Linked DNA regions of Mus musculus: region 2 is linked to region 1. Evidence: chromatin contacts called from public HiChIP or PLAC-seq data. All regions are on one chromosome and are shown on one strand. The core of a region is the stretch at or near the end of the contact, and the rest is flanking DNA. Distances in the headings are between cores, read along the strand shown. Region 1 overlaps Sdccag8 (serologically defined colon cancer antigen 8). Region 2 overlaps Akt3 (thymoma viral proto-oncogene 3).

Region 1 (4,437 bases), core at 1,324-3,823:
TTTTATTTTTCAAATTTTGTTTTAAAATCATCAATAGGTCAAAAAAAGAAAAAAAAAAAAAGAAAATCGCCATGCCCCACAGTTAAAAATGGTGGAGTCCCAAATAATTCCTGGTCATCCCCTTAAAAGCCTTGTTGTGTCAGAGTGAGTAAGAGGAGCCTCCAGCCAGGCAGGGGCACAGTGAGCCTCCTCTCAGGCTGCCTTCCTAGCCCTCTTTTGTTGGGGGATGGAGGGAAGGAGAAAGGCAGAAACAGATGTGCTGCTAGAAGATCTACAGGCTTCTGCCAACCATATGGCATCTTAAAGAAAGATGGTTGGAGCGTCTGGATTAGCAAAGAGTCGGAATGGGGAGCCATGTGTCGCGTTGGTACAGGCAGTTGTTTGAGCTCTCTCTAAATGGCTTCAGGAGATTGTGTAATGGAACAAATGGTCCTGAGAGCAGGGGAGCAGCCTTGCCGCTGCTGGAGAGGCAATTGGCCCTGGGGCGGCGGCTGCTTTCCTCCCTGCCCGCAGCATCAAGTATTCTTTTAATGTTCTTCGAACTCTGAGAATTGACTAGAACTTTTCAACTATTAATTACAAGGCTGGGTTCTCTGGGCTCTAGGCCCCTGTGAACTCTCCTCTCTGCCCCCAATTTGGTAATTAATTAGTCATGTTGCAGCCCTGCTCCCGTGTGCTGTTCCTCTGTCCTCCGCAGGGCTCCAGGCTCAGTCCTACAGTTCTCAGGGCCTTGACAAATGCCTTTTGCAGGAAGGCTGTCTAACTCCCAGGGGCCTGTGTGTCCATCCTGATCCCAGGAGATAGACAAATCTGTGGAGGCCATAGTGAGCACATGAGAGCATACCCTCCCACTGTTGTAGGTCTTCCAGTCTCTACCAGTGAAGTCACTGCACTGTTAGGCCATACCTGCCATTCCCTGGCTCATCTGAGAGCTCAGATGCTATTTTATAGTTCAGAATAAGCATAAACTGAGCGCTGAGACCTAGGGTACTGGCAGTACATGGCCATCGCAAGGCAAGCATTGTGCTCTGTTGCTGAGAAGAGGACTTTGTACATGCAGTAAAATCGCCAGTGGCTGGAAAAGTTAGTTCATAGCTAACTCTGAGGCTCAGATGTGACAAAAGTTGGCTTATAGAAGGTCGAATGGCTGAGAACAACCAAGGAAGCAGTGGGTTGACCTGAGAGAAGCATTCAGCAAATCTTCATTAACCTTTGAGAGCTCTGAGAGTGACTGGTGAGTCAGCTCCTGGCCTTTCTGAGCCCTGTGGGAACAGAGCATACCGAATATTGATGCCTTGCCTATCATGTCTGACCCCAGCTGGACGCCCTCCCCACACACAGAACCAAGGAAAGGGTAGAATTGACATAGTGAGCTGACCACTTGGATCAGCACATAAAGCTATTCACCGTGCAAGCCTGGTGCTCTGAGTTCGATACCCATCAAGGTAGAAGGAGAGAACCAACTCCATAAAGTTGTTTTCTGAATTTTCACATATATTACACACGCATGCATGCATGCATGCATGCAGACAGACAGACACACACACAGACACAGGTGCACACACATATCATACTCATATGTACACATGCACATTAAAATAATAAAAACATGAAAAACCAGAGCCATGTGAGGTGTGTGTCTAGCACAGCTTCCCTCAGAACATGGAACAGCCACAGTGCGTTCTTCTTTGTCTGTTGTAGCAACACACAGCCTCCTGCAGAAAGAAGGTGGAAGCCAGGTCCTGTGTAACTAGGTTGGAGTAGCAGAAAGGCGGTTAGAGATGGCATGTGTCTGCAGACTGGCATGGTTTCTGGCTTTGTTCTTGTTAAATGGGGTCATCTAGAAATCCTGTGGAGATTCTTAACAAGGACATCTTAAATAACTATTGGTGTTTGTGTTGTAAATTGTGCTCTTACACACTTGAGCACGCCAGCTTCTCTCTTTTTTTTCCTCCCCAAGCCCATTTTTTGCTAACACATTGAAGGTTAGGATATTCTTACTCTGTCTTGTGAATTTGGGATTCATTGGGGGCCTGTATCTGTGAAAAGCCTAATTCTGATTGTTATTCGCCAATTAGAAGAAACTGTCAATCGGATCCCATTTTCTTTCCAAGTGTACACAGCCTGGAATTTGTCAGCCTCTGAGTTTCTTGAAACAATGCAATTAAACTGTAACATATTTCCTAACATTCTTAATTAAGACAGTGACTGGAAAATGTAGATTAACAGAAGTTCCTGTTTTTATCAACATATTTTCTGTCTTTCCACCGCCCTCACATGCCCCTCCCCCCAGCGTCTTACTTTCCCTGTCTGATGTCAGTTTCGGCCACGTGTACATTATGAGCATGGCGCTGAAGAAACCAAGTACAAAATTCTCTTTTCATTCCGAGCTGCCCGCCCCGCACCACACGCACTGTCTGTTACATGTCGCTTCTTAGGAGGCTCAGCTGCGAGTTTCTTTCTAAACGCAAAATGTTTCTGAAGGAAGGAGTTCAGGTTGGGCAGATTGTGCTAGAGAAATCTCACTGTCTCTGAGGGGAACTGATACGCTGGCTGATTGTTCTGTGCAGGCTCAAACTGGCGCTGTCTGCAAAGTTCAAGAGTGTCTGGAAACTGAAATATGAGGGCAGCTCAGGAGATCGAGCAGACAAAGCATTTGGAGGGGAATTTCTAAGTAGGGCTTACAAGTGAAACTCTAAAGTGTAACTTTGTAGAGGGGCAAAAATCAAGAATGAAGGCCTGGGCATAAAGCATGCCCACTGGAAATATTTTCAAGGACTCACGGGTACAGTTTTCCAGGGCACATTTGAGGGTTGATCGGAAAACCCGCTGGGGGGGGGGGTCATCCAGCACCTTTTGATTGTCACCTCTTTGAGTGAGTTCTTAAGTCTTGCCAGTTTCAATTAAGTCACAAGAGAAGCTTAATTACTTCATAGAAATTAAAACGAGCGGTAATATTTCTTTGGCCTCTCTATTAGCCAAGATTTTTTTCTCTTTAATTAAAAATTGGGTCGTCCATGATCATCAACAAACAATGATTCACTTATTTGTTTACCAATAAGGAATTAGAATTAAAGACAGCAAATACAAACCCACAGCACCTCTTGCATCGCCGGGAAATCAACCTGTTTTTCACATTGCTTCTCAGGAGAATGAAATTGGGCCGCGAGCATGGAGTTAATGAAGCTTTCACCCATCTCCTCCCTCAACTGCCAGCTCGCTTTAATCCCCTCCTTCTGCCAAAGTCCAGAGGCCCCGGGAGCCCCTGTGGAGCCTCCCTAGCCAGATGCTAGGCACCCAGCCGGCCCCTGCAGGTGCCGGCCCTCTCATGGTGGGCAGGGGGTGCTGGCCAAGCCACCGGTATCCAGAGGCGGAACAGGCGGGCGCGCCCCCGTGGCCCATGCGGAGCCCTGTGGCTGGCTGCACCTGCAGGAGGACAATTGCCCAGCACGGGGTGGCCAGCCGCACTGGAGGCTGTCGCTGTTGTCTGGGCGGGGTGCGGCCTGGGTTCAGAGCAGGCGGTGCAGGATCTAAGTGCACAGCTGCTCCTCTTCTCTGAAAACTAAGACAGAAGCAGTTTGTTGGCAGCATCCAGAGGGAGAAATCAAAGTCTACCTTTGGTTTGGCTGAAAATGATCTCCAAGGGTGAGTTAGTGTATTCTCGGGGTCAGGGAGTACGCATAGTCCCTGACCATTACCTCTCAAAATGGTGCCGGGCAGCCAGTGAGGAGTGGCCGGCCGGGTGAGAAGGCGCCGTGCACGGCCTGTACAGCGGTGTTGCCTTCCTGTCCTGATCTGCTGTCAGGACCCTTGTGTCTCTGCCCACACCAAACAAGGAAATGGCAGGTAGGGGGACATGCTTAGCGATTAGCACAACCCAGAACTTTTGTTTTGAAAATGCAGCTCCTTTGGCCTCTGTCTCCTAGGACTGGGTACAAGGCCCTTTATCTTCTGCCCATCATTCAGTGCAGGGGAGCCTTACAAAATTAGAGCGCAAAGCCCCTAGGCCCCTCTGAGACCATCACGGTCACACTTGGTGGTAGGCGGATTTCTGAGTTCGAGGCCAGCCTGGTCTACAGAGTGAGTTCCAGGACAGCCAGGGCTACACAGAGAAACCCTGTCTCAAAAAAACCAAAAAAAAAAAAAAAAAAAAAAAAAAAAAAAAGGAAAGAAAAGCAAAGCAAAGCAAAGAAAACAAGAAAAAGCCCTGCCCTCTAAGGGTACATTGCCTGCCCTCTTAGGTGCTTCAGGCGGGAACATGCTGCTGCGGAGGATAACCTGAGGTGAGACACTTGGGAAGTTGGTTAACTTACACGTTCTTAAAGAAAAATGAGTAAGGTGTGTGGAGCCTCAGCTGGCTGCCTTCCACTCCTTAAAATAAGAACATTCTGTGGTCCAAGTGTTAAGTTTACCCCTCACCCCCACCCACAGTGGCAT
Region 2 (4,384 bases), core at 169-2,668, 190 kb after region 1:
AGAAGCAGAGCAAGCCTACTGTCCTTATTTTCCAAATCTTGCTATTCCTTGAAAATCCTGACTTTGAACACACTACTCTCTATAGAGTAGAGACAAGGACAAGGAAACAGCTCAAGCAGTAACAAAGCTGTTTTATGGAATCTCCAGAGGTTATGTGGCCCCAGAAACTTCAGCTCTAGTATTACGTAATAAACTGACTTTGATTAGTCAATCTACAATTCACCCAACCAACCCTTCACTAACTCCAGTGAAGACAGGTGTCTGCTTAGCCTATCACAGTTGAGATGACTTGGTACTGTGTATAGGTCTGAAAAAAAAAACTTTTTGGATGTTTTTTAAAAGATTTAACATGACTGAAGATATCTTTTACCTTAGGTACAATACCAATAATCACTGGTTGACACATTATTAACAGATCTGGAAAATATAAAAACATAAATAACTGAATACATCTAAAATTGAGCATTTATGCAATGAGAGGTAAAGTGTTATGACACAGACATTTTAAAGGTTCTGAAACAACAATTCAACTTTGGTAACCATGAACTGTGCTTTCTAAACAGCTTTGACACTGAAATGAACAGTCTTTTTATTTGATGACACTAAGTAAGACTTTCTTGTGATCGATACTATAAATGTTACAGAAATTTTACACTACCCACATTCCTTATCTAAATTTCATAAAGTGATAGATCTGTTAAATTAATTCCTAAACAATTATTTCTTAAGGATTAATCACTTGCCACATTTTCTAAATATTACCTCAACACAAGTCAGGTTCAGCATTTTCAGCTTTTTAACTTCTCAATAAAACAGTAACCTTTTAAATGTCAGAACCACATTAATTAGTTCATGTTTCTTTAGTTCCCTGATAGCTCCTGGGTAATCTGAAAGCTTTGTTCCACAGCATTATGCACTAAATTGTTGTGAAATTTGAAGACAGTGTCACAAACTTTCACTAAACTCGGTTAACATTTCTAACCATGGTTGGCTAACTTACCTCTATATCTAGGCCTAACAATCAAGGAGGTACTAACTAACCAAGGTGGGACCTTTGGCATTCTTCCTTGTTCCCCAACAGATCCTTCAATATATCTCCTCTTTAAAATTATGTTTTATTTATGCCAGTTTCAAGTTCCTCCTATTTCTTCCACTTTATCATGCTACTTTGGTCAGCCTTAATTTGCCCAAATGCACATACATGTGAAAACTTACTACTCCCTGATCTCAGCAGACAACAAGAATGCAAACTGCTTTAAAGGAATGGGTGAAAAGATAAAAAATAAAATATCTTGCTTAACTTGAATAAATTCAAGAAGATTTATTGAAATGAAAGTCAAGAATACAAAGTAAAACACTGAACTGGAAGGAACTCTACAGAAGCAGACCCAAAAGCAGTAACTTTTCACTTCTGTGCAATTTCTTTCCTTCCCTTTTCCTGGATGTACTGACTCTCAAAAGAGGGAAGTGTTCCCCTGGGGTCCTCCATCCCCTCTGGCTCTAACACTTTCTATGGAGTTCCTTGAGCTCTGAGGGGAAAGATCTGAGGGAGACATGCCATTTAACGTTGTGTGTTTGATTGTTGTTCTTTTGTAAACCAATCTTGTTACGTTAACAAGATTGAACAGAAGTGAATGGTTCCTTGTAGAGCGTATGAATGCTTCGCCATGCAGTCCGACTTCTCAAGAACCCCACTGACTCTGCTGTCCACTCCACAAGCTCCAGCTCTTCAACAGCCAGAGGCTTAGGCAGCTGACTGTGCTATCACAACAGGAATGCTGAGGCACTACAGAGACCCTCTAAAACTAAGATGAAGATGCCACGGGGTTATCAATGTCAGTGTAACAATGAGTCTTCTTATGTCAAAAGCATAACAGTTAATTTACAATTTGTCTTGATTTATTGTCTCTGTACTTATATGTTGTTCTTGACCCTTCCACTTCAGTGGAATTATAGAAATAGACTATGTAGGTCCTTTTGTAAGAATTGCCTTATTTCTGACTATTGTCCAATGGTATTTATTAAAGCTGAAGTCTTACACTATAAAGAAGGTGCTAACCTGTATAGTGTATTATCACTTGCATGACCTTAAAGGGAATAATTTCTTCCATTTCTTCTAACATCAAATATTTAAAGTATATTCAATAAAAAATTTATCTATTTGAATTCCAAATTCATTTGGTTTAAGTTTTATCAAATTTTTAATTATTATAATTAGTAAGAATTACATTAGTTGTTGAATTTATGTATCTGATTTCATTGTACTGTCAAGAGCAATACATGGCCAAGAGTGATGATTTTGCTTTTCACACTCAATGGACAGCTAGCAGTATTTCCATGTATTTTTGTTTCTGCAGCTGGACGAAGGAGGAAACAGAGATATATCAAAGTCTACAAAACAGCCTCCTTATTCTGTTCAAGTGCTAAGATTAAGAAATTATTTCATGGGGCTGGATACATGGTTCAGTGGTTAAGAACACTTGCTGCTCTTACAGGGGACTGGAGCTTAGCTCCCAGGAAACACATGGCAGTTCATAATCACCTGCTCACTCTAGTTTAAGGAGACCGGATGCCCTCTTCTGGGCTCTGTACACATATGGCACTATACACAGACAGACATACATGCAGGCAAAACACTCAATACACATAAAATAAAATAAACCATTAAAAGGGGGAGGAAGATGAGGAACTCCCTCCGGAGGGCAAGGATACTGACTGTTTTAATTCACAATATTCCCAGAATAGCTTGCTATATATGACAGTGGATAAACCAAAACTCAAGATGCATTATTACTTCTCACAACTTTGATGATATAAGCATTAAGAGTCATTCTGCTTTTGCAGAGGATCTAAGTTCAGTTCCCAATACCTACATCAGGAAGCTCACCACTACAGCTGTGGTAGATTCAAAGTCTATAGCTTCTGCAGGCCCTTACTCATGTGTACTCATGTATATATAAAATAATTCTTCTAAATAATTGTATTTTAAAAAGCAAGCATATATTGCATCATACTTTTCCAAAGTGACATGGTGGTTATGGCTGGGAGAAAGGGAATGAGGGAAACAGGTAGAAAGGCTCAAAGAGTCAGAAAAAAAGGGAGGGCAGAAACACGTCCGATGTCTGCTTTTTTAAGTACGATTTTTGTACTTAAAAAAAACACAAGTTTATTTACACTTATATATTTATGAAATAGATATCAGAAGTGGATAAAGGGACTGGGTAGGAAAGGGGCTGAGGAGGGGAGTAGGCTGTGAGGGAAGTTTGATGTATGGAGTGCAAGGGAAAGAATGGAAAACAGTGAGGGGCAATCTCTAGGATATCTGCCAGAGACCTGGGATGGGGGAGGGGGAAGAGTACCATGGTCTCTATGAGGATGAATAAGTTTCTTTTAAAAATCAGCAAATTTATTTCTCCTATTAGTAACAGAGTCAAAAGGTCATATCTTAGTGTAAGTCTAAAGAATATATCAAAATAACAAGTTTTATAGAGTATTTCAGTAGGCTGTTCAGAGGCACAGTCCACTAAGAGCAACTTAAAATGCTAGGTAAGATGATTCTGACAAACCAACTCCCACACAAGTATTACAAATGTATTTTATTGGCGCTAAAAATAAACAAAAAATAAACAAGATTTTGTAGCATAAATTTCACATCATTTAAGTTAGCAAAGACATCAACCCTTGAGCTTGGATTTTAGTACTTCTAGGATTGTGTGTGTGTGTGTGTGTGTGTGTGTGTGTGTGTGTTTGTGTGTGTTTCTGTGTCAATGTGCAAATGTGATATGAGGGTTAGAGAACACCCCTGAAAATCATTCTAAGGAACACTATCCACCTACACAATGAGAGAAAGGGACTCTCGTTGGCCTGAAGCTCATAAATAAAGCAAGATCCAGAGATATTCCCATGTGTGCTAACCCAGCATTTGGATTGCAAGGGAACACCATCACACACAGCATTTTATGTGAGTTTTGAGAATAGAACTCAAGTCCTCATGCCTGCCCAATCTACCCAACCCCCTCAGCTTCTGTTTCCAGAATTTTAATGCCTTCAAGTTATAATAAAGATATAAAATCAAGCTTCTTTCCAAGTGTGGAGAGAAGGGGGAGGTAACCTAACTCAAAGCATATAAATCTACATATGGTTTTCTATTACCATGCCTAGCACACAGAGCCAGTCTTCTTTCCAGGATTCTGCATTTGCAAAGTCATCAACACATTAAAACGTTTTATAATCCAAAATTCAGTAACATTCTAGCTGTTCTAAGAGTCATCTTTTACATGTAAAAAAGCAAATACTCTGAAAGCATAATAACCCCTGTATTCCCAGATGTGGATGGATAAGGTATCACTCAGGCTTGCTTTCATTTATTTACTATAACCAATGC

What was found. HiChIP or PLAC-seq counts read pairs in DNA pulled down with a chosen protein or histone mark.
Region 2: a RAD21 HiChIP or PLAC-seq map of pro-B cells shows a contact between it and region 1, with 5 times the contacts expected there. The contact joins two enhancer-like sites. A contact is called at or near these places in 1 of 39 promoter capture datasets (the C10 cell line), 2 of 15 datasets of contacts at CTCF or cohesin (the NIH/3T3 cell line and pro-B cells), 28 of 484 Hi-C or Micro-C datasets (B cells, the C10 cell line, CD4 T cells and 23 more), 10 of 115 datasets of contacts at active chromatin or transcription factors (astrocytes, bone marrow-derived macrophages, differentiating embryonic stem cells and 7 more) and 3 of 9 other capture datasets (adipose tissue, liver and pancreatic islet).

What each region holds. Positions count from the first base shown.
Region 1 is chr1:176,994,573-176,999,009 of GRCm38.p6, forward strand. All of the region lies in intron 16 of Sdccag8 (serologically defined colon cancer antigen 8), which reads left to right. Among named protein-coding and RNA genes, the nearest start is that of Gm15423, 56 kb to the left of the region's middle. Within about 2 kb of position 2,574, at least 115 of the 459 cell types and tissues checked have an H3K27ac peak or open chromatin away from gene starts, as enhancers often do. A contact at or near this core is called in bone marrow-derived macrophages and pro-B cells, where this site is marked.
Region 2 is chr1:177,190,368-177,194,751 of GRCm38.p6, forward strand. The region is part of intron 1 of Akt3 (thymoma viral proto-oncogene 3); the gene reads right to left. Among named protein-coding and RNA genes, the nearest start is that of Akt3, 56 kb to the right of the region's middle. Within about 2 kb of position 1,419, at least 7 of the 459 cell types and tissues checked have an H3K27ac peak or open chromatin away from gene starts, as enhancers often do. A contact at or near this core is called in bone marrow-derived macrophages and pro-B cells, where this site is marked.